Regions from separate parts of the Mus musculus genome. Here all the other regions are linked to region 4. A link is a contact called in public HiChIP or PLAC-seq and promoter capture Hi-C data. All regions are on one chromosome and are shown on one strand. Each heading gives the region's core, a stretch centred on a gene start, on an enhancer-like site or on the middle of the called end of the contact. The rest is flanking DNA. Distances are from core to core; before and after follow the strand shown.

Region 1 (3,825 bases), core at 985-3,484, 1.6 Mb before region 4:
GTGAACAGATTCCATGACCAAGGAAACTCTTATAAGGACAACATTTAATTGAGCTGGCTTACAGGTTCAGAGGTTCAGTCCATTATCATCAAGGCAGAGCATGGCAGCATCCAGGCAGCATGGTGCAGGGTGGGCTGAGAGTTCTACATCTCATCTGAAGGCCGCTAGGAGAATACTGACTTCCAGGCAGCTAGGGTGAGAGTCTTAAGCCCACGCCCAAACACAGTGACACACATACTCCAACAGGGCCATACTTCCTAATAGTGCCATTCCCTGTGCCAAGCATGTACAAACCATCACAGTGCCTAACTTGTCTTCTTAGGGTATAGACTGTTAACACCTCCATACATTATCCATTGTCTCCTAGGGAACACCAGGAACCACTCTTAACCTTTGGTTCTCCAACCACCAGCAAATCACTGGCTCCAGCCACACAACTGAACCATTTCTCTCAGCAGTAATAACCTGCACCAAGTCCCACCATTTCCTGCCTGGACTTCAGTACCCAGCCACGTCCAAAGGGTCTCACACTGTAGCTCTGTCTGTCTTACTATGTAGACCAGACTGGCCTAGAACTCAGAGAGACTAAAGAAAAGAGACAGTACACTGGGCCTTCACTAGATTAACTGTTCCTGCCTTAGCTGCCTCTCAGTTGATTCTCTGCACTGCAGTCAAAGGGGTCCTTCTTTATGCCGCTACTTTAAACCAGACATTTTCACCTTCAAGGAAACCAAGCTCTTTAAGTAGCTTCCATCTTCTTGGACTCAGGCTTTGCATAATTGATCTTCCCCCTTGGCAGCAAGGACCTTAGTTGAGACCTCAGCTCAAATGTCATTTGATAGATGGGGGATGCCTTCTGAGAGCACCCGATGTCATCCCGTTTCCTCAACTTGTCTCTAGCCCCTTTCTTGTTTTTGTTTCTTTGGTGTTTGTTGGTTGGTTTTTGAGAGAGGGTTTCTTTGTGTCACCCTGGCTATTCTGGAACTCACTTGGTAGACCAAGCTGGCGTTTAACTCAAGAGATTCACCCACGAGTGCTGGAATTAAAGTATGGCCTTCCCTTTAGTGTTTTTTTGCTGTTGTTCTTGGAGGTGCTGGGTGTTGAATCCAGGGCTTCAGTCACGGTCAGCAAGCACTGTTCCACAGCCTCAACACCATTTTCTTTTCCAAGTCAGCAAAAGTCTAACATACACATTTGTCATCTGTCTCCTCTCCGTCTCTAGAGAATAAAGCTCTGTGCCAAGGAACGTGTTGGATCCCCAGTGTCCCAGCAACTAGCACAATGCCTGGCTCTCCATGGCCGAAGTGACAAATGAACCGTTTCTCAAGACGCCTCTTTACTCTCCTGGCTTTCCTAACCTAAGCAACACTCAGGACATGAGACAAGACTAAGCCTCCAGTCTGCCGGCCTCCATTCTCCGCGGCGGTAGAAATGAGCCTAGAGGTCTCAAGGAACCCAGCAGTTCCACAATTTAGTAAAGCAACTATGTCCAAGTTTGTGTGGCTTGGCAGTGCGCAGGGATGGCGAGCCAAAGAAAGCAATCTAGGAGTTGGGTGGCACCGGCGGCCTAGCCCAGCCTGCCCTCCCCGGATAGGGTTTGCAAATCCTAGCCTGTCAAACCCACCGCTTCTGCAGTGGGGCACCCGGGTAAGGCACCCATTTTCATGGTGGCTAAGGTCCAAGGCGCCCACCTCAGAAAGGACTCTGGGAAGGTGTGGCCTCTGCGTCAACTACGGCCAGAGGAAAAGGTGCCAACCCTTTGTTCGGAAAATAGCACCTCAGTAAGAAACGCGGGAAACACAGGGTGTCTTTTGGCCCAGCCAGGCTGTTGGCCGCTGAAAGAGAGCGACACGACGCATCCAACATGGCTGCGGCGCCAGCGCGGCGAAAAGCGACGGGAAAGAAATGGCGCCGGGCTGTGTGGCCAGCTTGGGGCACACGGCGTTGGGACGTTGGAACCAAGAAAGCGGCCTCAAGACTCTCTGGGTTCTACTGCCCAGAGACCCGGAAGTCTGACTAAGGCTACGTGGAGTGCTACCATTATGTCTGCACAAGGCCGGCCTCAAGCGCCGGGTTGAGCTCGGAATGCCGGGAAAAGTCCATTCTCGAAACAGAATGCGCTACGAAGACTGCGCTGACCCGCAATAGTGGGCGGGCCAACGACGCCAACACTGTGACGTCGTGCCGACGGCTCGCCCCACCCCCAGCCAACGTTCTAGAGCTGGCGGTGCGAGAACCCTACGCCGGTTGCGCACATTGCCTTGTTTAAGGTGGGCCGACCAGGGCCCCCATCTCCGTCACCGACGTAAAGCGGTTCCGAGAATGTCCGTGGCGTCGCGCGGAGCCCTCCAGACGCTGTTTACGTAGCGTCTGGGCCGTGCGTAGCGTTAAGTTGGAGCGGTCTCCGCGGCCGCCGCCATTTTGTGCAGTTGCTGGGAAGGAAGGGAGACGCCTCAACCGTGGCACCGCCCGGTTTGAGCGGGACCAGACCTCCCGACTGTCCTAACAACCCCGATTCTCTGAGTTGTGCTCCCGTCTCCGACGAGAGAGGCGGCGACGGTGGCGTCTGCGACGGGAGACAGCGCGTCGGAGCGAGACAGCGCCGCGCCTGCCGCCGCCCCAACAGCGGAGGCGCCGCCGCCGCCATCGGTCATCACTAGACCCGAGCCGCAGGCCCTCCCGAGCTCGGTCATCCGTGCCCCGCTCCCAGATCTTTATCCGTTTGGGACCATGCGTGGAGGCGGCTTTGGGGATCGGGATCGTGACAGGGACCGTGGAGGGTAAGGGGGAGGTGCGGGCGGGGGGCGGGGTGGCCCGCAGAGCCCTGAGGCTCGCGCCGTACAATGGCGGCGGCGCGCAGGCCTCAGGCTTGGGCGGACGTCTCTGCGGACCGCGATCCTGGCTCGGAAGTGGCAGGCCAGCCTTGTCGCCTCTCTTGGCCCGCTCGCTGATCATTTGATCCCTGCAGGCCGGCCGCAGTGTCTGTCTGGGGGAGGATCCGGATGCTCAAGTTTTAATCTAGGAAAAGCTGCTTGAGATCGTTTCTTTTCCGCTATGTTAGCCATCCCTGTTAGAGAGGGACTGGAGTCGAAAAGGCCTTTTTTTGGTTTTAAACTAGGTTTTACTCCCTTTCTGTTATATTTTTGGTTAAGTGGAATCAGATTGGAATGGGAAGTGCTGGAGTTGCTTTCCAAAAGATCCAAATTGCGGGTGACTTTTTTTTTTTTTTTTTGAAACTAACAAAGCCTGTTGAAATCAAGAGAACTCCTTGAGGTGGCACACCCTGCACTAGAGACTGAGTCAGGCTTGGAGTTCAAAGCTAGCCTGGGCTACACAGATCAGAACAAGAGAACAGTTAGCAGAGTTCAAAGTGAGGGCAGTGGTAGAAAGAAAAAAAAATCAGAATAAGCCTTGTAAAGGAATCGTAATTGTAGAAGCTTTATTCTGTCCTAGGTCATTATTCAAGATCCAAGCAGTTTGGGATTATAAGCAAGCCCAGTGGAAATAACACATAGGAGCCACATTATTATCCTTATTAGACTTAGCCTTAAAATCTCCTAAAGATTGGGTTTTGGCCATTATTACAGATTGAAAACAAAAGAAAACTGGTTATTTCTAGAAGTGTTTTAGACTTGTATCAGTTGCTTCATTTGCAAGTGGAGTAAAGTAGTCAAATGAGAAGGCCTGGCTCACTGTAGTATTGCACTGAAAAGCCAGAGGCCTTTTAAAGGTCTTGGTGGGTCTACTCAGTTGAATGTTTTTCTTTCTAGTTGTGCTGGTTTAGCAGTGGTATTAATAAGTCACCCAAATTCTGCCTACTGAATG
Region 2 (3,999 bases), core at 119-2,618, 1.4 Mb after region 4:
TGAATAGCTGTCTCCAAGGAGGACTTTCATTCTCTTGGATGGTGTGGATTCATCTCTGGCTTTAGTGGCAGCCTAGGCCTCAACCTTCCACTTTTAGTTTTTGGTTTCAAACTGGAAGCTGGTGTAGCCAACGTGCTAGCCCAGGAGAATGTGGAAGCCTCGTATTCACTTAACAGAGGAAGGAGCGGGAAAGGCATGGCAGAGCTCACACGACTTACCTTCACTTCAGGCTCCCAAAGAGACTTTTTCTTTCACTCTGCCTCCTTTTGGGGTCACTATTCACAAAGACCTAGCCCTTGCCTTGCCAAGGACCAGATGAAAGACTGGGCCAGCAACAAAGGAATGCTCGGAGACACTGACCAGGTTGGCTCTGATCCACAAAAGTCCAAGCCTGGGTTCGCTTTTCTCTGCATATGTACAAAGACACCACCGGCAGGGCAGCCCAGATTGCTCATCATGAGATGTGTCGTGAAGAAAGTGTGACCTGAGGGAAGGAGTCAGTGGATACTACAGAAGTGGAGGGAGCTTAATAGGAAGACTAGTAGCATCCTGTAGGAGAGGCTACCAACCTTGTCCTATAGAGGTGCTTCTTAGGCCTGCTATTCCCCAGAAGAGAAAGCCACTATTCTCCTTGGTCCTTTATAGTGTTTCTGAAGGAAATTAGGTGCTTCCTCAGGTCTAGAATGTATGCACGGCGGTGTCTAAATCAGGCACGTTGCTTGTCGGGCCCTCGACAGCACTGTGGGGCGGTAGAGGAAGAGGCCATGGTGACTGGTGAGTTGCTTCTTTTAACTAACTGGGCAGTTGCACACATTTGCTGTAATGCGAAGCTGGGTATTTCTCCAGTTTGATCCTTTGACAGGCTATGTGCTCCAAGGTACATTTAAACTGGTTCCTGCCTAGCAGCTAGGGATCTTTCGGAGAACGATGCTGCCAGAGCAGATAAGTCTGTCGGTTGTGCGCTCAAAAATGGATTTGGAACCGCAAGACGTCAGCGCAGTTTCATAAATGACCTACACTCAAACCGCTGCTGGGGATGACGAAAGGATGTTTTTACATAAGTGGGACAAGAGGCAAGCAAGAGGTCAGAGGAAGTGCGTAGCTGCCAGGGAGCCAGGAGCCGGGGCAGTTCTCCTCCCGCTTGCTCCTCGCAGTGAGACAGCACCTCGGACCTCTTCCACCGAAGTTCACAGCCAAGCTGCACACTAGTTGCTTCTGCCAGCCTGTGACTGCAATTCCCAGAGTGCTATACGTCACCAGCTCCCGGTGCCTTCAACTCCCAGGAGGCTCCGCGCTCTGCTCCCGCGACTCCCAGCGTGCTCCGCGTCTTCGATTAGGCTCCGCCTCCGCTCGGCCTCGGACTACAAATGGACTCTCCAGTTGACGCCACAGCCAGTCAGCTGCTCCGCAGCATCGCAGCCTCAGCGTCGCAGAGGTAGTCGTGCGCTGCGCCGGCTACGGAGGCCGGCAGGGGGCGGCGGCGGAGGCCGTTGCTCAGGGTCCAGAGGCGGGGCCGCGGGCTCCAAGCGCTGAGAGCCGGCGGAGCACGACTGGGCCGCGACGAGGTGCGGGCCGAAGCCATGGGCGACCGCGGAGGCGCGGGAAGCTCTCGGCGTCGGAGGACCGGCTCGCGGGTTTCCGTCCAGGGTGGTAGTGGGCCCAAGGTAGAAGAGGACGAGGTGCGAGACGCGGCTGTGAGCCCCGACTTGGGCGCCGGGGGTGACGCGCCGGCTCCGGCTCCGGCTCCAGCCCATACCCGGGACAAAGACGGGCGGACCAGCGTGGGCGACGGCTACTGGGATCTGAGGTAGCGGAGTGCCTGATCCCCTTACATCTGACCTCTCCAGTGACGCTCCTAGTTCTTAAAAGTTGGCCACAGCTTTGCGAGTTACGCGGCCGGGGCTCCCCTGGGGCTGTACTGGGACACGGGCTTTGGGGAGAGGGTCACTTGCCAAGGTCACCCAGGTGTGGTCGTGTAGCCGACCAGGGAGTCTGGGTAGAGGAGTGGGCAGCAGCCCCCTTTCCATATTGCTTAGGAAAGTAAGCACACCTTGAGGCAGAGTCCCTTGAGGTCCTTTCTGAGGAGTGGGTAGCAGGAAATGTGAGCCCCGGGGGGGTGGGGGGTGGAGATGAATGGGCTTTCTTCAGTGGAAGGAGGCTGATGTTTTCCAGGGAGGGTTATGATGAAGAGTTACCTTTGCAAAAACTACGAGGGGTGTCCTGTGGGTAGAGAAGGCTGCTAGAGGCTCCAGAGGACACACGCCTGTTTGAGGCGATGGGTATGGGCGTTTGCTCGGGGCAGAGGACAGTACAGGAAGCTTTCTAGTACTAACAGGCTGCATGGCTTATTCACCCCTCTTCCAGCAAGTAGGAGGGCCTGAAGGAAGCCCAGCTTATGTTACCAGAATGACTTCGGGCTATAGGGGCAGAGCTGACTACTAAGTGAGACTTTCATCCCGTGGTTGGAGTACCGGAGAGAGGTTTGGTATGAACACACCTATGGGAGAGGCCCTGCTTAGCTGAAGAAATGGAGACTGTCTCCTACAAAGCCGGCCCTGAGACTCTTTTTGGTGATCATCATGGGACCCTTTAGTAGCTCTGGGTTAGGAAGTACCTGAGGGGCTTGGAGGAAGTGGCTATCTAGGGTGGCAAAGTCTGGTTCTCTTTGTATCAACAATCTTTTTCTAGTGGGCACGGTGCCCCCCACGCCCCAGCTGCCCTAGGGTGTTCACAGTTCACCCAGGAGATAAGATAACTTCAGTGTGAGGCAGGTATGGCATATTATGAACAAAGGTCAGGTAAGGAGGCCTTGGAGGCAAGAGTGGGGGAGGAGGTTGGCCCTCCTTAGAGGGATCATGATTTTCTGTAAATCAAAGCTGGTCTTGAGAGAGGCTGGCCTCCCATTTTCCACCTGAAAAGATGTTGTGTGTGTGCGCTCTCTCTCAAACAAACACACAAACAGGGTTTCTCTGTGTAGCCCTGGTTGTCCTGGAACTAGTTCTGTAGATCAGGCTAGCCTCAAACAGCTCCACCTGTGTCTGTCTCCCAAGTGGTGGGATTAAAGGTGCCCGCTGCATCAGAAAAGATGTTAAGGGTCCTATGTCCTAAGGTCCTGTGATCCTAACAATCCCCTATTCTGAATGCCCTCATTGTCCTTTCCTTTAGGAGTCAGGAGTTTGGCTAGTATGACCTCTGGAGCAGTGGGGAAAGTATCTTTTTATCTTTGAGGTCTCAGTTGTAGGCCAAGTTACTATGCAGGGATAGGCAAGAGAGAACAGTCACACCTCCTGATGACCATTGAACTCAGTGTACTCCGGTGGGAGGCTTGTGCAAGCTAGGAAAGATGTCTATGTGTGTGGAAAGGGTCTGTGCTGTGGCCCCTTCTCCTCCATAGATGGATGTTGCATTATGGGGATGGGGAGTTTGTCATCCCCCAGTGGGCAGTGGGCCTCAATCCATGTTGGGGATGTCACAGGGCCGGAAGCCTCCTAGGTGAGGAGCTAGATTCCATCCCTCCACATTGGTGGGCCAGGCTCTGCCTGCCCTCTTGGAGTTGGCCTGTAGCTCAGCCTATTGCAGCTCTTCCCTTGCCAGCTCCCCCTCCCCCTGCTGCTGTTGCTCTTGGCAGCCCAGCTCAACTCTCACCCTTCCTCTTGACTCCTTGAGCTTCTGTGTCTTCCCCTCCCTAGTACTTCCTGCTCACTTTAAGCAGGGCCATTGAGCCAGGTTCTGGATGTCAGCTCATTTCTTCTATCCTATGGCAAGGTGAGGCTGTGCGTTTTGTCTACTGAATGGCACCCAAGGCAAGACCTTAATGGTGGTAGGTTTTTCCCAAGGTATTTGTCTTTGATTATCTTTTGTACATCTCTGTAGCATGGTCTAGGAATTATGAGTTGCTTGCTCTCTTGTAACCCAGGGCTTGGGTCAGAGAGCAGCACAGAAGTGTCAGGTGTCAGCTAGAAGAGGAGCTGGCATTCTATTCCCTTCCTTTCTATTTGG
Region 3 (3,613 bases), core at 1,073-3,572, 1.3 Mb after region 4:
ATTTCAAATCTCAGCATCAAACATAGCAGCTCACAACCTTTGGAACTTCAGTTCCAAGGGATCTGAAGGCAGATCTGCAGGCAGCCTGGCTTCACACAGTACACAGATAGACATGCAAATGAAATGAAACACCAGTACACACAAAGCAATTTGAATTTATTTATTTATTTATTTATTTATTTATTTATATTTTCGAGACAGGGTTTCTCTATGTAGCCCTAGCTGTCCTGGAACCAAGATGGCATCAAACTCGAGACTCACTGCCTCCAGGGTGCTGGGATTAAAGGTGTGCACCGCCAAATGAGTACACTGTAGCTGTCCTCAGACACACCAGACAAGTGTGAAGGCATCAGATTTCATTACAGATAATTGTGAGCCACCATGTGGTTGCTGGGAATTGAACTCAGGACCTCTGGAAGAGTAGTCAGTGCTCTTAACCACTGAGCCATCTCTCCAGTCCCAAAATAATTTGTTTTTGTTTGTTTTGTTTTGTTATTTTGGTTGGGTTTTTTGTTTTTCAAGACAGGGTTTCTCTGTATAGCCCTGGCTGTCCTGGAACTCACTTTGTAGACCAGGCTGGCCTTAGACTCAGAAATCTGCCTGCCTCTGCCTCCCAAATGCTGGGACTAAAGGCGTGTGCCACCACTGCCCAGCTTGTTTTGTTTTCAAGCAGGGTTTTTCTGTATATGCCTGGCTGTCCTGGAACTCATTGTGTAGATCAAAATGTCCTTGAACTCACAGAGATCTGCCCGCCTCTACCTCCTGAGTGCTGGGGCTAAGGGTGTGCACCACTGCCCAGCTGTTCCTTTAGCTTTTGGTTGTGGGATATCCTTTCTTCTGTGCAGCCTTCTCTTTTGGCTAGGAACAGTTTATTCCTTCTCAGTGAGAATCATCTTACTTACTTACAGGGGGAACCCATGGGTTAGTTCACCATAAAAACTCAACAGTGACCAGAGAGAACATATATCCAAACTTTGTAAGAGAACATATATCAAAACTTCTTTGGGGGCCACTGACTGACTGGCCTGGCAAACATTTTCCAACTCCACCTTTATAGACAGACCTCTGAAACAATGCACATTGCTTCTTTAAAGTGACATTTTTCAGATACACATGCACACCCCCTCACAGCCTAGGCAGCTCCTCGGGTATTCTTAAAATGATCATGAAGATTTGAACCTCCTTTTGGAGTGGCAAATTGTTTGTTGTTTTTTGAGACAGGGTGTCTCTGTGTAGTCCTGGCTGTTCTGGAGCTCTGTAAAGTTTCCTCTCTACCTGGAGAGGACTGAGATTAAAGGCGGATGCCACCAGGGCAGGCATGATTTGGACCTTTTGTTTTTGCGGGGTTTTCTGGGTCAGGAGGGTAGCAAATCATTGTTACTTGCAGAAAACCTTATTTCCTCATTCCTGTCCACCAGTCAGTGATCCAAGTTCCGCTTAAGGGGTGCTTGCTCTCTCAACCTGCCCCCCTCCCTCCTTCCTTGCCTTATCTACTAATAAGCTAGCTTGTCCCGTTACACCAACGCACTCTCCACCTTATAAGTGTGCCTGATGGCCTGGCCTGCCACTGCCTTGCCCAGCTGAGATTTGAGGGTGGCAGCCTTTCCCCCTGGAGGATAAAAACTGAGCACAGGGGAGTCCCTGGGTTTTTCCTGTATCTCACCCCCTCTTCCCAACACAATGGTATTTCTGGCAGCTGTGCGCTTCATCCAGTTCCCTGACAACCTTGAGCCTACTGGGATCTCTGACTTGATCAAGGCCTGGCATTCACTAGCCTCCAGAGATCCGAGGGCCCACAGTATACAGATATATTGAGTCCTTTTTATGATGGGACAAGCCAAAATGTAGGCTCCGAGGTACAACATAAGCACTATGCCTCCTGTGGGTGTGTAAGTTAAACCTACCTCCTCCTCACCCCCACAGGCTGCTCTATTCAAGGGCCGCTGAACTCTGACCTCTGGGACAAGATCTTCGTGCAGTTGCAGGAGTTGCAACTGTGCACCAAAGACCTGAGCACCAAAGACCGAGACTCGGTGTGTCAGAGACTGCCAGAGGGTGCGTGCACAATGGACCAAAGTTCCAAGCTCTTCTTTAAATGCCTCTGATCCTAGTCCTGCCGTTTCCTCCAGAAGAAAAAGAAAAACCTTAATAAACTATGCTGCTATCTCATTTGTGTCAGCTCTCTGCGAAAAGGGTGGGCGATGTGAGCTGTAAAAGCCTTGACAGGCGGAGCTACTCCAGAGCGCAAGCTCAGGCAAAAAAAGCCGAGTGCCGATCAATGGATTTGGCTTGCTATGTGCGTAGGCTCAAGGTTAGAGGATGAGTGCCGAGCTGCCGATCGGGTTTCCCGGCAGGCGCAGGCGGAAAAAGCGAGCACCGAGCTTCTGTCGCCATCTCCGGGACTCCAAACGCCCCAGGTACACAGCGGCGGTGGCCGGGTCCCCTCTTCATAGGAACCCTTTGGTCTAGGTGTCCCGGTCCCGTCTCCTCTGGGGCTCAGCGGCCCTTGCCGCGCGGCCAGTGTCTCAGTAGGTGATGGGCGCTGTCAAGTGGCATTGCTGGTCCACAGTTCAGGTTCCCCTGTCTGTGAGGGTACCCACCTTTCTTCTGCGACTCCGCCGGCTATTCCTAGCTCCTGCGACCTCGGTAGCTCTCGCTGCTCCTCAAGCCACTCCATCTCAGTTTGACCATCTTCCTTGAACATTTGTTTTCACCCCATTTCAAATCCTGAGGCGTGTCTGGGCTGGCTTCCTTATTAGACAGGACCTATCCTGGGCCTTGCCTCCGCCACTTTGCCGCATCAACCAATAAGCTTGCCCTTATTCATTTCTCCAGTATCTCCCACAGATTAGGGTAAAACCTACCTCCACACTTTCCCTCACACACAGAAAGCCCCGGACACCTAGTCTCAGTTCATTTCCACTGAAAGATGTTGCAACAATGCCCTTCCCCTGTGCCCAAGATGCTGCCCCAGTTCTAACAGCTACTCTTCCCTACCCTAACCCAGCTAACAGGCAGGACTCCCATGGCACTCGATGTTCATCCTCAAAGCCTGACATGACATTCCCCCATGACAGTCCTTTAGCATCCTGTGCCGTTCCTGTAGAGAGCAGGAAAGCTGTTCACAACGCTCTGATCTCCAGAGCCCAGTTCTTAAGGTGTAAGGGGACCCTTGAGTTAGTGTTGGCTCTGCTTTCCAGGTCTCTTGTGCTGTATAGCTGCCTGGGCCTGCAGGATGTTCCACGGGATCCCAGCTACTCCTGGTGTTGGAGGTGAGTGTAGGCTAAACTGGGAGGAAGGGGAGGAGCCAAGGCTTTCCCTGTTGCAGGGGCTGTTGGGAAAGGACCACACTGCTACGTCCATCCCGTAGTCATTAGGCCCTGGGTAATGACTAGGGCCAGAATTATTTCTGGTGGGAATCTGAGGGCCCCTGCAATACCCTGCTGGGGAGCGAGAATATACTCCAATGTGGTCAGAACCTCTGGCATCCTGAGCAACTCTGGGTCTCCAACTGCATGTGTGAAGCATCTGACAGGCTTTTATTTGTACCAAGTTGTGGTTCTGTGTACAAACTACAGTCATGTTGGCGGGGGAAGAGAGCTAAACCTAGCAA
Region 4 (3,835 bases), core at 918-3,417:
CCCCAGACTCTTAAGATGTCACGTGTAAGTTAATCTATAGAACCCATCTTTATGGAAGACATGACGAGTACTTTACAAAAAAAAATTCAATGCAGTCATGTCTTAAGCTTTATTGTGCACCTGGGACTGAGCTAATTATCACCCGGAAATTTTGATCAAATCGTGTTGTACTTAAATATGCCTAAAATAAACCTCCCAGTGTCGAACTCTCAAAGTCTGACCCAACACCAGCTACTGAGTCGTGTTGAACTAGGCTGCCTTCCTGCCTCATGCAGATCTTGGATCATTACTCTGCGGGCCAAAGTGTTTGCACACACACACACACACACACACACACACACACACACACTTCAGGGCTGACGAAAGAGTGAGAAAAAGTGGGGATGCAGCTCAGCTGACAAAATGCGTGCTTAGTTCAGTTCCAGCACCACCTAAAACTTAGTCTGGGTTAAATGAGACTCTATCAAAGAAAGAAAGAAAGAAAAGAGGTGCAGAGGATGGAGGGGAGATGGAGAGAGAACAGAGGTAGAAAGAGAGGAGAGAAAAAAGAAGTAAGAAGACAGAGAGGGGGAGAGAGGGAGGACAAAAGTAAAAGAGAGAGGGCTGGAGAGATGGCTCAGTGGTTAAGAGCACTGACTGCTCTTCCAGAGGTTCAATTCCACCACATGGTGGCTCACAACCATCTGTAATGGGATCCGATGCCCTCTTCTGGTGTGCCTGAAGACAGTGACAGTGTACTTATATACATAAAATAAATACATCTAAAAAAAGAAAAGAAACAGATAACAAAACAATGAACAGAGACTGGTGGCTGTCAGTTGCAAAGACGAGGGCTGACCTCCACTGGAGCAGACAGAAAAGGGACCCAGAGACAGTGCAGAATCTAGTACCTAGTAGCACTTTTCTCAGAGAGCTCTGGGAGAGCCTTCCAGGCACAACTGCAGATGTAGAACACAAAGACGCCTCAGCAAACCACTAATTATTGAGAGAGTGGGTTAAAATAGGGTGGTAGATGGAGTCCATCTGCTGGGACACATCACATAACCCCTCTGACAGAAACCACTTGCTGAGGTGCGCAAAGATTCTCAACTTAGTGTCTATTGAACAGCCTCTCTGTGCTGGGCATTGTACCAGGTTGGCGCTAAGTATATGCAGATGAGACAACCACAAGTCCCTACTCTCAGAAAGAGACGTTGTCCATGTGTTCTGGAGGATTATAAAGCAGGCGCTAGTGAGAAGAAAGCAGTACTATTCAGAGAAGATAAGGTGAGCAGGTGTTCTAAGTACCCAGAGACAAAGTTCAAAGTGAGCAAAGGTATGGAAGGGAAGGTGGACAGCAACGTGTTCCCCGATCGTAAGGGGCTGGAATACTGGTTACAATATGCATAAATGAGGGACTTACACCTCAGTCACTCATGCCAGTGGGAATGGAGAGAAAGCCCTACACTTTACCTTGGATAGTGCTTCCTTGACAGTTCCAAAAAGTAAGACATGACAGTACAAAAGGTAAGGGCTTTAGAAGTACCGCCAGCCCTTAGGGGCAGAGGGACTTGCTCAATCATAAGAAGTTAGGTTGGGCAGAAAAGAATCAAAAACGGCAGAATAACCCCTTAATGCGACATGTGTACACACACACACACCACACACACGACCGGATCTCACGTAGTTCCTAAGTATCGAGGATGACTTTGAACTCCTGAGCCCTCCGGGGTCCTGGGATTAGGTGTGTGCCATCACACCCAGTTTACTTGGTATTGAGAAGCCAGGCTTTGGGTGTGCTAGACAGGAATCCAATTGAGCCATAACCCCAGCCCGGGAATCTCTTCCTTTTAACACTAAGCTTCTGTCGAGAACAGAGCTTCCTCGGCATTAAAGTGAACACAGCCTTCCAGCCCTTTCCAGAGCTCAGATCCAAGGGTGGGCAATGCCAAGAGGCGCAACACAGCAGGAGCTTGTTCCAAAGCCACTCCTTCCTTCCCGCCCTCTCACCCATCTCCTCCCTCACTGGTCCCACACATTTTCCGGTCCCTCCTCCACGATCCCATTCCTTCCGGTCGCGCCCCTTCAGCCCTACATTTTTCCGTCCTCCTCATTGGTGAAAAAAACCGAGCCGCCCCCAAGTTGCAGAGAAACGTCGTCCGCATAGTCTTTCCCGGAAATGACGCTAGACCTGCCCCTGAGGAAGTGACAACAGGAGTGCCCTTGACGGGCAGGCCGGCTGGGCTCTGCATCCCTCTGCTCGCACTGCCGGGAGGTAGGAGCCCTTGCGGGGTGGGCTGAGCCGGGCTGGCGGCGCGCTTCTCTGCAGGAAGGCGATCGGCAGGGGGATGCCCCTAGAGGGAGGAGGTGGCCTTGGCAGCTGCACGTCCTGTGCTCCCAGTCTCCCTGTCCCCCACCCTCCCCAACACGTGTCCATTCTTTGGGCTTCCCTCCGTACACATGCCACCCGCTTCACTTTGGTACCCCATGGCCGGTTCCTACGCCTCTCAGTTCCTCCTTCCGTAGTTGGGAGTCTTCTTCGCTCATTCTTCGACAGCTTCCCTTTCCTTAATTTCCCATAAAAACACTTTTTTAAAAGAATGACTGATAAAAATTTTACAGACGGCCTTGGGTTCCAATTAGCTGTACTTTAAAAACTGGCCTACGTTGGGCATGGCACTTAACCTACCTGTTGCCCTGAGTATGGACGGTATTATAAGGTTTCTTCAGAGTTGATCAGAGAGAGCCAGTGATGTGTGTGTGTGTGGGGGGGGGGGGCATTGGGCTATACACAGTGATGTAAGGCACTTGAGCCTTGTCCCTCCCTCCATTGACCTTTTATAATTCCACCTCAGCCTTGATTTCTTTTTGGCTGTCAACCCAGTTTTTCTGCCCTTCTAACTTAACGTCTATTCAGTGATGCTGACTCCTTACTCACCTCTAGATATTTTTTTTTTGTTGTCGTGGGGAGGTTTTAGAGACCAGGTTTTATTGTCTAGCCCAAACTGACCTTGCCTTATATCACCTGCCTCGCCTCCCAGGAGGAGGATTGACAGGTGGGCCCCACCACACCTGGCCTTTGAAAATCATATATTACAGTATTTCCATGCATCTTGCTTCCAATTCTGTATGTTCCCAACACCTCATTATTCCAGAATTCTTTGTTTTCCTAGTGTGTTGACTTCCTATTGCATGGCCCCAGCTCTTCCTGCCTCTTGCTCCCACAGATGGCTCAGCGGCTCCTCCTGGGGAGGTTCCTGACCTCAGTCATCTCCAGGAAGCCTCCTCAGGGTGTGTGGGCTTCCCTCACCTCTAAGACCCTGCAGACCCCTCAGTACAATGCTGGTGGTCTAACAGTAATGCCCAGCCCAGCCCGGACAGTACACACCACCAGAGTCTGTTTGACGACCTTTAACGTCCAGGATGGACCTGACTTTCAAGACAGAGTTGTCAACAGTGAGACACCAGTTGTTGTGGACTTTCATGCACAGTGAGTACTGGGGACAGTAAGAGATGGAGGGTCTTACTTAAGTATTTATTGAGGGCTCACTATGGCTCTCTACCATGTGTAATGCTTATCTACATACACTCATTATGAAGACTTTTGAGACCCTGTGCCTGTCCTTAAGTATGCAGTATGGTAGGAGACAGATTGATGGTCTTCCTAGCACACTAGGAGACATGCTGCCTCATGCCTACGTCCTGTATCTCAGTGCCCGAAAAGCTCAGAGTCTGCTCCAGTGTGGAACAACATCGTATTTTAACATCGAAACCCACTAAAACTGTGGGAAGGACTGGGCAAAACATTATCAGTGCCACCATAGCCGTCCCCAAGTACGGATGGGGTGGGCAGGAG
Region 5 (3,628 bases), core at 907-3,406, 1.4 Mb before region 4:
AGCGCAGTTCAAGGCCAGCTTGGTCTACAGAGTAAGTTCCAGGATAGCCAGGGCTACACAGAGAAACCCTGTCTTGAAAAACCAAAAAGAAAAAAAAAAAAAAAGAAAAAATGTATCCACTCTACATCCTGATTCCTTCCCCACCCCCACATGCCCCCCTCTTACTTATCTTTTACTTGTATTTTTCAGAAAAAGTCTTGCTATGTAGCCCAGGCTGGCTTTGAATTTGTGAAACCGTTCTTTTCCTTCCCAAGTGGTAAGCTTACAGGTGTATGCCAACGCCCCTGGCAACCTGGGTAGGTTCTTAACTAAACCTAGAAAGGTGGTTGCTCTGGTTGCTTGGCAACTGGCTATTTGTGTCTGTGGAGAGACTAAGAAGAGCATCAGGACAGAGAACAGCCTGGGGAGATCTCGCTAGGCCCCTAGCTCAAGGCTCATTTAAGAAAGTAAAGGTTCGGGGCTGGAGAGATGGCTCAGCGGTTAAGGACACTGACTCCGCTTCCAGAGGTCCTGAGTTCAATTCCCAGCAACCACATGGTGGCTCACAACCATCTGTAATGAGATTTGATGCCCTCTTCTGGTGTGTCTTATGTCAGCTACAGTGTACTCATGTATATTAAATAAATAATTCCTTTAAAAAAAAAAAAAAAAAAAAAAAAGAAAGTAAAGGTTCAACCGAAGCTGGTAGACTGGAGATGGGGAAGAGAGCAGCTTAGTCCAAAGTAAATGAGTCACCAAACCCAGGCTCCTGGCTATTCTCCAGCAGTCCTTAAAATCAGCATTACCAACCATGTATTTATTCACTATTTATTTATTTATTTATTTATTTATTTATTTATTTATCTATTTACCTATCTATCTATCTATCTATCTATTTATTTATTTATTTATGGTATGAGTGCTCTGTGTGCATGTATGCCTGCATGCCAGGAGAGGGCACTAGATCCCATTACAGATGGTTGAGAGCTACCATGTGGTTGCTGGAATTGAACTCAGGACCTCTGGAAGAACAGCCAGTGGTCTTAACCGAGGAACCATCTCACCAGCCCCCGCGTTATTCACTTTAATTCCATCTATTGGAATTCCATGATAGTTAGGCATGAGGTCTGAGTCTTCTCAGTGACAATCACCTATTCCCAGACGCAACCGCAGCTACTTCTCAGCCTCACAGAGGTCATTCAAGTAAAATCCTACTAAAAGTGCTAAGATTCCTCCAGACATCCATTCATTTATTTATTGAGAGACAGAGTGCCAGGTTGGGATTCAACTGAACTAGTTGTGGCTGGGTTTGAACTCCTGATCCAGCATCCAAATGTTGAGATTGTACGTGTGCAATAACCACACCCAGAATTGCCTGGCATCTTGAGGTAGAGTTGGTAGGCAACAAATACAGTTTTATCACTTGCCACTAGGCTTGTTCGGGGGCTGGTTAGATACCTCAGTAGGAAAAGTGCTTGTGAAGTTGTCACAATGATCTGAGTTCGATACCCAGCACCCACGGAAAAAGGTAAATGTTTTAAACTTCAAAGCTGGGAAAGAGGAAACAAGAAGCCTCCTGGAGTTCCATAGCCAGCTAGGCTAACCCAGTGGGGGAGCTCCAGATTCAGTGGGAGACCCTATCTCAAAAAAAAAAAAAAAAAAAAAAAAAAAAAAAAAAAGCTTGTGGCACACACCAGGCAATCTGAGTTCATAGCCAGCTTGGTCTACAGAAACCCTATGTTGGCCACCACCCACCACACATATGCGCGCGCGTATTACCTCCCTCCCCACCTGAAAGTTTTTTTTATTTTGTCTTATTTCAACCTAACCGTTAATTCCATATTTTTATTTGCAATTTGGTTTGGGAGAACCTGGCAACATCAAAGCAGGCTCTTCCCGGTTATATCCTGTGGCTTTATTGATTTTCTTTCTTATTATCTTCATGTGTTGCCAGAAACAGAAAAGTTCAGAGTCCGAGCCACCCTGGATTCCTTGAGGTCGAAGGGAGCCGGGAACAGCCTCCTGCCCTTTATCAACACGTCAGCCAAACTGCCCTCACGAGAAACTTCCGCCCGCCCGAGGCATGGCCCCCATCAGCCACGCAGAATTGGCTTCAGTCAGAAGCCCGACCGCCCCCTGGCAACAGAAGCGGCTTCCATTGGGCAGTTATAGAAGATGGCGGCGCCTGACCGCGTGCGAGGTCCACGCTTGGGGTCGGGGCCACAGCCTGCCTGCGGCATGGGCTCGGTGGATTGGTGGAGAGCCGTAGTGTCGTCACGTGGGCGGGGCGCGTCAGTTTGCGGAAGTAGGAGGGCTGAGAAGTGCTGAGTAAGCCGAGGTGAGTGACGGCGCGGCGGGGGCGGGGCCTGACGGCCCTTTCCCAAACCTCCTGGTGCCCCTGTCTTGAATGTCGTCACCTGGACCCTGCTTAGGACCGGCCTCGTGTCTGCGACTCTGAGGCATGTCCTCCGTTAACTCCTATCTGGCCTCCTTGAGTGCTCCCGGCTTCTGTCCTTTCATCCCCTGGCGTCCCCAACTCCCATCCGGTGACCGCATTCTTCTCCGTTGCCGCCCTCAGTTTCCCAACTTCCAAAATCAACCCTTCTCCCAATTCATTGCCCGACTTTCACCCTGGACTGTCCACTGTCCCCAGCTCCTCTCTCTGCGCTTCTGAGTGCTCCTGGTTTTCTGCCTCATTGCCCGATTTCCCCCACGCCACCTGCTTCCTGCGTCCGTCCCTTTGTGCCCAACCCCTGAGCCCCCATTTCTAACTCCCTGCTTATCTTCTCTTGTGCCTCCGGTTTCCATTTGCTCCCCCGTGTGTTTTTCCCAGTTCTCTAGCCTCCAATCCTGGGTTCACCTCCAGCTCCCTCCGATGACCTGGAAGCTGGCGACTAGGAGCCTGTGACCCAGGTGACTGTGACTAGGGATTTGGGTGTGAGTGCGACTGGGAGGGCACAAGGGTTTATGGATCTCTGCCTGTATTTTTAATGGGCAGTTCACATGATCGCAAACAAATACCAATCCTTCCTCTAAAGTTCCCCCACCTGCCCTCTTGCCAGCCCGACAGGATTGGGCAGGTTTGGTTTGGCCTCGTTGAAGCTCCACCCTTAGACTAGTGCAGTGTTTTGTTCTGGTCTCTGCCTTCACGTGGTTCTGGAGCTTGGAGGCCATGCTCTGTTCTTGTCTGTTTTCTCACTGTGCCAGATAGGACTGAATTTTCTGCCCACATTAGTGACTGCCACGAGGCTCAGTATTTGAATGAGAAGATGTAGAAGACAAGGCTTGGTGACCAGTGTGGCCCTGTACAAGCTCCCTGCTTTGCTGTTGTTTCATAGGCAGGATGGAAAGGGCTGGGGGATAGGGAGAGAGAGGACCAAAGGGAGAGCATTCCCCTTTGTTCATGTTTTCAGTGTTTATTAATCACCCTGACAACCAGGCGCTTTTATTTCTGTTACCTTTATTCTCTGCTCCCTTTCCACTGAGCAAATATTGATGTAGCTAGCGCCCGCCCGCTGTTCCTGCTTAGCCTGGGGAAGGGAGGCCAGTGACCTCCTTTGCCAGGGTCATGCTAATACCTTTGGGGCTAGGTTTTCACTGTAGAGAGTCCCCAGTTTATTTATTTTTTTAAATTATTTTTATTTTATAC
Region 6 (3,890 bases), core at 1,037-3,536, 2.0 Mb before region 4:
AGATATCAGGTTTCTGCAAGCACAAGAGAGAAAACAGAAATTGCAGAGTGTGCCCTGGAGTGACCCCAAGCAGAACAAGGCCCCAAAAGTCCTGAGGCACCCCCAACTCCCTGAACCTTTGACAATTTCTGGAGTCCTTTCCAAGCAGGAAGACAGAGGGAGAGGAGACAAATCTTGCCGCCAGAGAGGTGCCCTCCTACTTGGGCCCCACGCTGTTCTACCTCCAAGTCCTACCCAAGAACATGCACAGCCTGAGGAAATGAAAGGCTCAAGATTCTTCAGCCTCTCGCTGCAGCTCCTTCCAGACGGGACACCTCCATGTGGGATGGAGGTTTTAAAAAAATCAAGGAAATGAGACCAGAGAGATGACTGGTCAGTAAAGCGGCTTGCACACAAGTCCTGATTCTCAGAGCAGATATAAAAGCCAAGTATGGGGGTTGTGAATCTACAACCCTGAGTTGAGGTATCAGAGATAGGAGGATCCCAAGAGCTCATTGGCCAGCCCGCTGGAACCCACAAACTCATTTTGGTGAAAGACTCAAAAAAATAAAGGGAAGAGCAACTGAGGAAGACAATTGACATCAACCCCTGGCTTCCAGATGGGCGCCCGAGTTATATACTGTGCCCATCTCCCAGGCCCACCACACTATATACTGTTAGAGAAATTCCTAACGTCACATGGGCAATCTAATGTCTCAGGATTTCTCGAACCTGAACTCATCAAGTCCTTCCCTGACCCTGCAGGCGAGGGTCCCCCCAAATAGACAGGGAAAGCCCAAGCCTGTAACTATAGTCTTTAAGGAGCAGAAACAAGAAGATTATGCCAAGGTCGAGTCCTACTTGAACTATATAGTGAGTGCCAGGCTAGCCAGGGCTTCATAGTAAAATCCTGTCGGGGCTGGGGTGGGGGAGGGTGGGAGAGGGAGACAAGAATGTAAAGAACAGCAACAACAACAACACAGCCAAACTACCACCACCATCACAATAAAATTCCACAATATAATAACAACCAAAAATCAGGAGACAGGGGGCTGGTGAGATGGCTCAGTGGGTAGGAGCACCTGACTGCTCTTCTGAAGGTCAGGAGTTCAAGTCCCAGCAACCACATGGTGGCTCATAACCATCCGTAACGAGATCTGACTCCCTCTTCTGGAGTGTCTGAGGACAGCTACAGTGTACTTACAATAAATAAATCTTAAAAAAAAAAAAAAAAATCAGGAGACAGAGTCTGGATCCCTTCCCTCAAAGCTGGCTAGGTATTAGTGGCCTGGGAGGACCCCAGGCTGGACCCTTTCCCTCATAGCCAGCAGCCTGTAGAAAAGAGCTGGAAAAATCAGACGTCTATCAAGCCTTGGTCAGAAGAATGGGATCGGAGGCTTATCTCTGACTCTGGAAGGAGAGGTGACATCTGGGACTGGTTACAAGGCCACACCCAGGGGACAAGGCTATTAACAGATAATTGCTGATAACTGGCTTCAGGAGCCCTAATCCTGGAGACAGACAGCTGGCCAGGGGCTTTCTGTTGAAGACTGAAGACATGCTATTCTGTGATATGACTGTCGCCTCTCTCTATACAGGTCTATCCATCACTGGACAGGACAAAGTTGCTCAGGGTGAGGTGAATTGGTTCGAAAGACGGGCCAGGGAGATGGTTCAGCGGGTAAAAGTATTAGCTTTGAAGTTAAAGCCTGCATTTCCACCACACCCACGCATGCACGCACCACTTGCAGCTGGGCTGCCCACGGGACAGTGGCCTCCACCGACATCACAGGCACCAGGAGAAGGGACAAAAATCAGAATGTCACCCAAGGGAGTAGGCAGTATAACTTTCTTCTTATATGTAGGTTTAAAATACACTCACATCTCTCTCTTTCTTTTTTTTTTTCTTTTGTTTTTTTCGAGACAGGGTTTCTCTGTGTAGTCCTGGCTGTCCTGGAACTCACTTTGTAGGCTGGCCTTGAACTCAGAAATCCGACTGCCTCTGCCTCCCGAGTGCTGGGATTAAAGGCGTGCGCCACCACACCCGGCCACTCACATCTCTTGCCATTGGGCATGTATACATATGTGTATGTGTTCTGAATTAATATGTGCATGTCTGGGGGTCAGGAGAAGGCCTTGGATTCCCAGAAGCTGTAGTTATAGGTGGTTGTGAGCCATACCATGTGTTTGCTGGTAGCAGTTGGTCCTCTGTGGAAGGTGACAAAGGTTCTTAACTGCTGAGCCATCTCTCTCCAGTGCCAACCCCGCCCCCTATTATTTCTCTTTTTCTCTTAGCTGACTGGTGTGGTTCCGAGAAGTCTCCACAAGCATCCAGGCAATGGGTGTGTTAGGGGAATTTCTCTTTACCCTTTCCCTTTCCCAGCTCAGAGTGGCTACTTCTGGAAAGGTGGTTCACATTGCCTTAGAGAGTGGTCCCCTCTTCTCCCAGTATCCCCTGAGGTTGGGTTAAAACAGCACGGATATTCTAGGACATCTATCGAAAGTTCTCCATACATGGTCGTCCAAAGTCTGCTTCCATGGATTTCTCTTTAAAATTTGAAGCCCAGACCAGCCTAGCCCTGGATCAGCATGAAGACCCAAAGGCGAGTAACCCCAGACTGAGAAGTCTCAACAGGAAGAAATATGGGTGACGTGGAGAGGGGTACAGGGTGGCCAGTTTAGAAGCAGCTATAAGGTAACCGAAGCGGCTCAGAACAAGGACCCTCGAGGGGAGTGGGAGCTACGGAGTATCCTGGAGAATGTGAGAGAGGAATCGGGAGCTGGGGACCTAGAGGAGAGGCTCGGTATACAGCAAAATGGGGGCCACCAGGAAGAGACTGCAGTGAAAATTTTGGAGGAGCGGGGCCAGCGGTACCTGATCGGTGAATAGCATTTGCGATGGCTGCATCCCAGACAGAATGGTCCCATCCCAGCTCTGGGCCCCAGGCGCTGGGGTTGCATTTTCTGTGAGCAGGCTATGGAAGACCCCCAGAAGTGAAACTGACCTCCCGGGCCAAGTGAATGCAGGCCCCACCTTCTTCCTGCATCAGCTCCCGGAATGGGAGGGCTCTAGGCGATCAAGCCCAGAAGGCTCCTGCCCACCTCTTTGTCCCTTGGCTTGGCAGAGACCTGCTCCTCTGTACAGCGGCCCGCGGGGATCGCAAAGAGAAAGGGAAACTAACTGATGGTAGAGAGAAGCTGATGCCGACCGCGGTGAGGGTAGGACAGACGCCCCAAGGGTGGCCCCAGGCGTCTCCATCCAACCTGCCTAGACCATCCTGTGCCGAGCTTGCAGCCAAAGCTGCCAGTTGAACCAAGGGTTTGACTCTGTAGGTGTTAAGGAGTGGGGACCCTTACATTTTCTCCCTTCGGCTTAGGAGGGGAGGGGACAGCCTGGCTTCGCATTTCTAATTGTGGCTTGGATTTTGGCACCCTTCACCTCTAATTTCCCAACTGCCCCAGGTGTGGAGCTAGACTGAGATCAACGGGGAGCACAAAAATGGATCATTGATGGCTCCGAATCAGCCAGCAGCAGGTGGCCGAGCTGGTATCAGAGCCCGTCATCCAAGCTTGTTTCCCTGCAGATGAGGGAGACCGAAATGAGTTTACTGTTCTCACAGACCTGTGTCTCTCGAGGGCAGTAGCGTGGACCAGTCAAATGTAGCAAGTGCACGCTTCTGGTTATTGAGGTTCAGCTAGCGTTCTTTGGAGGAGTGAATGCACACGGAGTCAAGTAATCTTCCAGTGGTTTGGGATACACGTGTGCAGGTATACACGGTGCTCTCCACAGAGGCTCTGGGCACAGTAGCCAGTTCCTGTAGGGCGAGCGTGTCACAGCGCCCCCATCTGGTGGAAGGCTATCCTTATTTCTTTACAAAGCCAAACTTGTTGAACTTGGTGGGGGAGGGAGT
Region 7 (3,932 bases), core at 274-2,773, 1.7 Mb after region 4:
TAAGGTTTTAGCTCCATGTTAAAGATCTCACTAAGGGCTGGGTGAGGGAAATTACGGAGAAGGGATAGCCCCATGTGGCTCTGTGGGGAAGGCTAGGTCATTTGAAGTTAGAGATGGTCCAGGGATACTGGTTTAGGCAAGAGCTGAGACCTGGGAGGTTGGAGCCAAATAAACACCCAGGTGTGTTGTATGAAAAGGGATTAGAGGGATAGGAACTGGGGACAATTAGACTTTAGCTTTCACTGTCATTGGCTCCTGGGATTTGTAGCAGCCGCTGGTCCCCTGTCACCTCTGTGGAGGAGCCACAGTGGGGGTGGCAGAGAAGGAAAAAGGGTAGCATGGTCCTTCAAGAAGTCTTGGAGGCTCTCGATTGTGGGGGAGGTCATGGAGATTCAAGGACTACAGGGTTAGACATATAGACTGGGCAAAACCCCATGATCCTTTGGAAGAACAGCAGAGGTCGAGCTGGCCTGACTGGAAGGTGTGGGTAGAGAGCAGCAGCTCTGGAGATGAAAGAAACAAGCAAGCTATGGGGGCGGACAGGAAAGTGACTTCTCAAGGCACAGCCTCCAATCTGGGCATGCTTGTCCACACCTATATCTCCACCATTCAGGACTGAGAATGACAGAAGAATCCTTTCTAGTTCAAAACCAGTCCGGCCTGCACACTGAGTTTCAGGCAGTCTGGGCTACCGAGTGATACCCGGTATCAATAATAATAATAATAATAATAATAATAATAATAATAATGGCAAAGCTTAGGTGTGAGGCGAGGCCCTCTGGGTCCTGTCTGTGATTCCGGCTCCCCTTCTGTGGAAGGATGAACAGCAGAAAGGCATGTCAGCACAGTGGCTACATCGCGGGCAATGGTGATGAGCAAGGAGCATAGAAAGAAGGACTAGGCAGATGTGGGCTGAAGGGAATCACAAGGGAAAAGCTGTGTTATGATCTGAGCATTAGGCTTTTAAACAGTCACCTTTGTTTGTTTATGCGTGCACCCGCCATGCTGTGGCACACACATGGAAGACAGACAACTTGCAGGAATCAGTTCTCTATCATATGAGACCCAGGGACCAGAAAATTCGTCTCTGGGTTTGAGATTTTGGGGGGCGAAGGGTGGAACTGCTCACCCTTAGCATTTAGAAGCAAGGCTGATTATCCTCTGGGTTTGACGGTTTCTAAGAGCCGGACCCAGCCAGGGGCCAGCCTCTAAGATCAGCGCTGCTCATGTCTGGGACCCAGGGCACAGAAGCCTAGAGATTCTTGGGGTGGGGGGTTGACAGTGTGACTGTATCTCAAGCATCCCATAGGAAGGGTGATTAGCCACAAAGAGAAGCCAAAGAAGAAGAGAAAGTCTAGGAGACATCTGGTCTACCCCACTAGCTAAGAGGCTAGTGGGTGGTTCGGCAGAAAGGTCCTTAGAAGTTCCTTGTGGACTGAGGATTAAGGCTAGAGCAGGAGAGGAAGTTCCTGAACTACTTACAGCCTCTGGCTTAGCTCCTCCCTCTTTCCTGTCCCCAGTCAGTTTCACTTTTGTTTTCCTACCTTAGGCCTTCTGCCTGGGAAGGACAGCAGGCATAACTGACTGGCCTGAGACACTGGCCTGAGACAGCAGGGGTGAGTGTAAATATGGGGTGCTGGGGAGCAGCTGAGAGCGTGGGAGAGAGGACTGGACAGGGGAAGTGAGTGGTCCTCTTCTCCTCCCATGTGTTGCCGCCCAGGACTCTGATGGCAGAGGTGGAGGCAGGGGCAGCCTTGGAGCTCCGGGGACTGCCCCCAGAAATACCAGATGAGCTCATTACTCTGTACTTTGAAAACCACCGTCGCTCGGGTGGAGGACTTCTATTGAGCTGGCAGAGACTTGGCTGTGGGGGTGTCCTCATCTTTCAAGATCCTGCAGGTGAGGAGGTTGAATCAAGAGGTTGCCTGGGTGCCCTGAAGCGTTGCCATCTCTGACACTTTCATCTCTGCTCACAGATGCAAAGAGGGTCTTAGCCCAGGCAGAGCACCGACTACATGGTGTCCGACTGAGCCTGAGGCCAGCCCCACCGCGTGCCCCAGAACGTGTGCTTCTCCAACACCTGCCACCTGGCACTTCACCTCTGAGTCTGGAGCAACATGTTCAGGCCTTGCTGGGTGCTGCAGGACACCCCGTGCAGACTTGCCATGCCCTGGCCAGTCCTCGGCAGGACTGTGCCCTGGTCCAGTTATCCACGCCCCTTTCTGAGGCAGGTAAGAGGCACGTGAGAGGCAGGGCTGGTGGGGGGGGCGGCATAGCTTCTAGTTAAGGAGGGTGCCCGAGTTGATTCATATACTGCCCACAGAGGTCAGTGCCCTGGCAGAACAGGCCCGGAATCTGCCCCTGAATGGAGCCACTGTGTCCTTGGCCTGGGTGCCCCAGACCCGAGCAGTACGTGTGGTGGACAGTGCTTCTCCTGTGGACCTGTTATTGTTGGAGCTCTACCTGGAAAATGAGCGTCGCAGTGGTGGCGGACCCCTGGAGGGTCTGCGCAGCCTGCCTGGGCAGCTAGGCACTGTTATTTCCTTTCAGCAATGGCAGGGTAAGTGGTGTCTGAAATTAGGAGGACCCTTCCTCTACGCTAGAGACTCAGTGTGCTTTCTGTCTTCTCTCTCCCTCCAGTGGCTGAACGGGTGCTGAAGCAGAAACACTGGCTACAGGGCATTGAGTTGAGCCTTGTCCCTCACTATGATGTCTTAGAGCCAGAAGCGCTCGCTGAGGGCGTCAGTGGCAGGGACCATTCAGCTACTCAAGAATCTGGAGTCATTGGTCATGCGCCTACAGGAACTGGAGGACTGGCCGGGGCTCTGACCATGGCTGTGGGCTCTGGGGAGGCACCACAACAATTAGGAACCCTTCTAAGGGCAGGTCCTGTAGGAGCTCCAGGACAAGCCCTGCCAGTTGACTCGGGATCAATTAGGATCCAGGGGAGTATGGGGTCTACAAGCCCAGTCGATCCAGTAGAGAGCTCTACAGAGCTCCCAGAGCAAGTAGGACCCATGGCCTCAGACTCAGTGGGTGTTCAGGAGCAGGAGGGCCTGGGGGAAGTTGCCACAGGGCAAGAGGGGCTAATGGGTCTAGTGGGGACAGCCATGGAGTCTGTAGAGACTGGGCTGGAGAGCCCTGGGTATGGGGAGATGCAGAAGCAAGAGGGCCTGGTGGAAATGGTGATGTCAGTGGAACCAGGAGCTGTGCGCTACCTGCAGCTTTATTATGAGGACCTCCTCGCCAGCCTAGAAGATGTTGCCCTTTTCCCACTTGAAGGAACGGATGTGACTGGCTTTCGGGTGAGTGACCCCCCCTCAGGATCCCCTCAACTTTGCCTCTTCTCTTACTGGGACCCAGGTACCTTTCCTGTGCTCTGAACCCATAAGCTGCCCTCCTTCTGGTCCCGCAGCTGTGTGGAGCCAGGGCCCCCTGCCAGGCAGCCCAAGAGTTGCTTCAGAGTCTGCTGGGCAGCATTAGCTGTCACACGCTGAACATGAAGCACCCGGGCAGTGCCAGGTTCCTGCTGGGTGTGGAGGGGCAGCACCTTCTTCACAGACTGGAGGCTCAGTTCCAGTGTGTCTTCGGGACAGAACATCTGGCCAGCGCCACCCTGGACATAGACCCTGAAAGGGTAAGATGGAGTTCTACCTTTGTCCTTTTTTTTTTTTTCACGTGCCAGACCTAGATGTCTCCTCCTCTGCTGTGACCCTGACATCCTCTTCCCACAGACAGATCCCACTGAGGCCCTCCAAGTCCTCCATGGCCACATTACAGGCATCGATCAGGAGAGCTTGAGACTGGGTAGGACTCCTAGGGAGCCCGAGTACGTCCTGCGGTCTTTTCTTAACAATCCCCTCCCTGCCCTGCCCTGCCCTATCACTTGTTCAGTGACGCCCTTTTGGCCTACCTTGTACCCACGGATATGA

What was found. Promoter capture Hi-C pulls out the DNA fragments that hold promoters and counts their contacts. HiChIP or PLAC-seq counts read pairs in DNA pulled down with a chosen protein or histone mark.
Region 1: a promoter capture Hi-C map of liver shows a contact between it and region 4, with 3 times the contacts expected there. The contact joins the promoter of Ddx17 here to the promoter of Txn2 in region 4. A contact is called at or near these places in 3 of 39 promoter capture datasets (cranial neural crest, liver and pre-B cells).
Region 2: a promoter capture Hi-C map of liver shows a contact between it and region 4, with 4 times the contacts expected there. The contact joins the promoter of Dgat1 here to the promoter of Txn2 in region 4. A contact is called at or near these places in 6 of 39 promoter capture datasets (hippocampal neurons, liver, maxillary cranial neural crest and 2 more) and 1 of 115 datasets of contacts at active chromatin or transcription factors (pancreatic cancer cells).
Region 3: a contact with region 4 is called in an HNF4G HiChIP or PLAC-seq map of pancreatic cancer cells. The contact joins the promoter of Vps28 here to the promoter of Txn2 in region 4. A contact is called at or near these places in 2 of 39 promoter capture datasets (cranial neural crest and frontonasal cranial neural crest) and 1 of 115 datasets of contacts at active chromatin or transcription factors (pancreatic cancer cells).
Region 5: a promoter capture Hi-C map of liver shows a contact between it and region 4, with 3 times the contacts expected there. The contact joins the promoter of Pla2g6 here to the promoter of Txn2 in region 4. A contact is called at or near these places in 2 of 39 promoter capture datasets (both in liver) and 1 of 115 datasets of contacts at active chromatin or transcription factors (pancreatic cancer cells).
Region 6: a promoter capture Hi-C map of pre-B cells shows a contact between it and region 4, with 3 times the contacts expected there. The contact joins the promoter of D730005E14Rik here to the promoter of Txn2 in region 4. A contact is called at or near these places in 2 of 39 promoter capture datasets (liver and pre-B cells).
Region 7: a contact with region 4 is called in a promoter capture Hi-C map of pre-B cells, with 4 times the contacts expected there. The contact joins the promoter of Parp10 here to the promoter of Txn2 in region 4. A contact is called at or near these places in 2 of 39 promoter capture datasets (liver and pre-B cells).

The regions. Positions count from the first base shown.
Region 1 is chr15:79,545,150-79,548,974 of GRCm38.p6, reverse strand. Ddx17 (DEAD box helicase 17) reads left to right here and starts at 2,234. Exons shown (of 13, transcript NM_001040187.1): 1 at 2,234-2,780. The coding sequence starts at 2,731.
Region 2 is chr15:76,509,363-76,513,361 of GRCm38.p6, reverse strand. It overlaps Dgat1 (diacylglycerol O-acyltransferase 1), which reads left to right and starts at 1,368. Exons shown (of 17, transcript NM_010046.3): 1 at 1,368-1,807. The coding sequence starts at 1,581.
Region 3 is chr15:76,624,793-76,628,405 of GRCm38.p6, reverse strand. It overlaps Vps28 (vacuolar protein sorting 28), which reads left to right and starts at 2,322. Exons shown (of 10, transcript NM_025842.4): 1 at 2,322-2,417; 2 at 3,201-3,272. The coding sequence starts at 3,236. It overlaps Tonsl (tonsoku-like, DNA repair protein), which reads left to right. Exons shown (of 26, transcript NM_183091.3): 26 at 1,924-2,169. The coding sequence ends at 2,105.
Region 4 is chr15:77,927,326-77,931,160 of GRCm38.p6, reverse strand. It overlaps Txn2 (thioredoxin 2), which reads left to right and starts at 2,167. Exons shown (of 4, transcript NM_019913.5): 1 at 2,167-2,254; 2 at 3,207-3,469. The coding sequence starts at 3,207.
Region 5 is chr15:79,326,899-79,330,526 of GRCm38.p6, reverse strand. It overlaps Pla2g6 (phospholipase A2, group VI), which reads left to right and starts at 2,156. Exons shown (of 17, transcript NM_001199023.1): 1 at 2,156-2,892.
Region 6 is chr15:79,891,534-79,895,423 of GRCm38.p6, reverse strand. D730005E14Rik (RIKEN cDNA D730005E14 gene) reads left to right here and starts at 2,286. Exons shown (of 1, transcript NR_030675.1): 1 at 2,286-3,890. It overlaps Apobec3 (apolipoprotein B mRNA editing enzyme, catalytic polypeptide 3), which reads right to left and starts at 3,016. Exons shown (of 8, transcript NM_030255.3): 1 at 2,855-3,016; 2 at 1-13. The coding sequence starts at 2,907.
Region 7 is chr15:76,241,031-76,244,962 of GRCm38.p6, reverse strand. Parp10 (poly (ADP-ribose) polymerase family, member 10) reads left to right here and starts at 1,523. Exons shown (of 11, transcript NM_001163575.1): 1 at 1,523-1,616; 2 at 1,721-1,899; 3 at 1,977-2,231; 4 at 2,324-2,560; 5 at 2,641-3,305; 6 at 3,416-3,637; 7 at 3,735-3,807. The coding sequence starts at 1,728.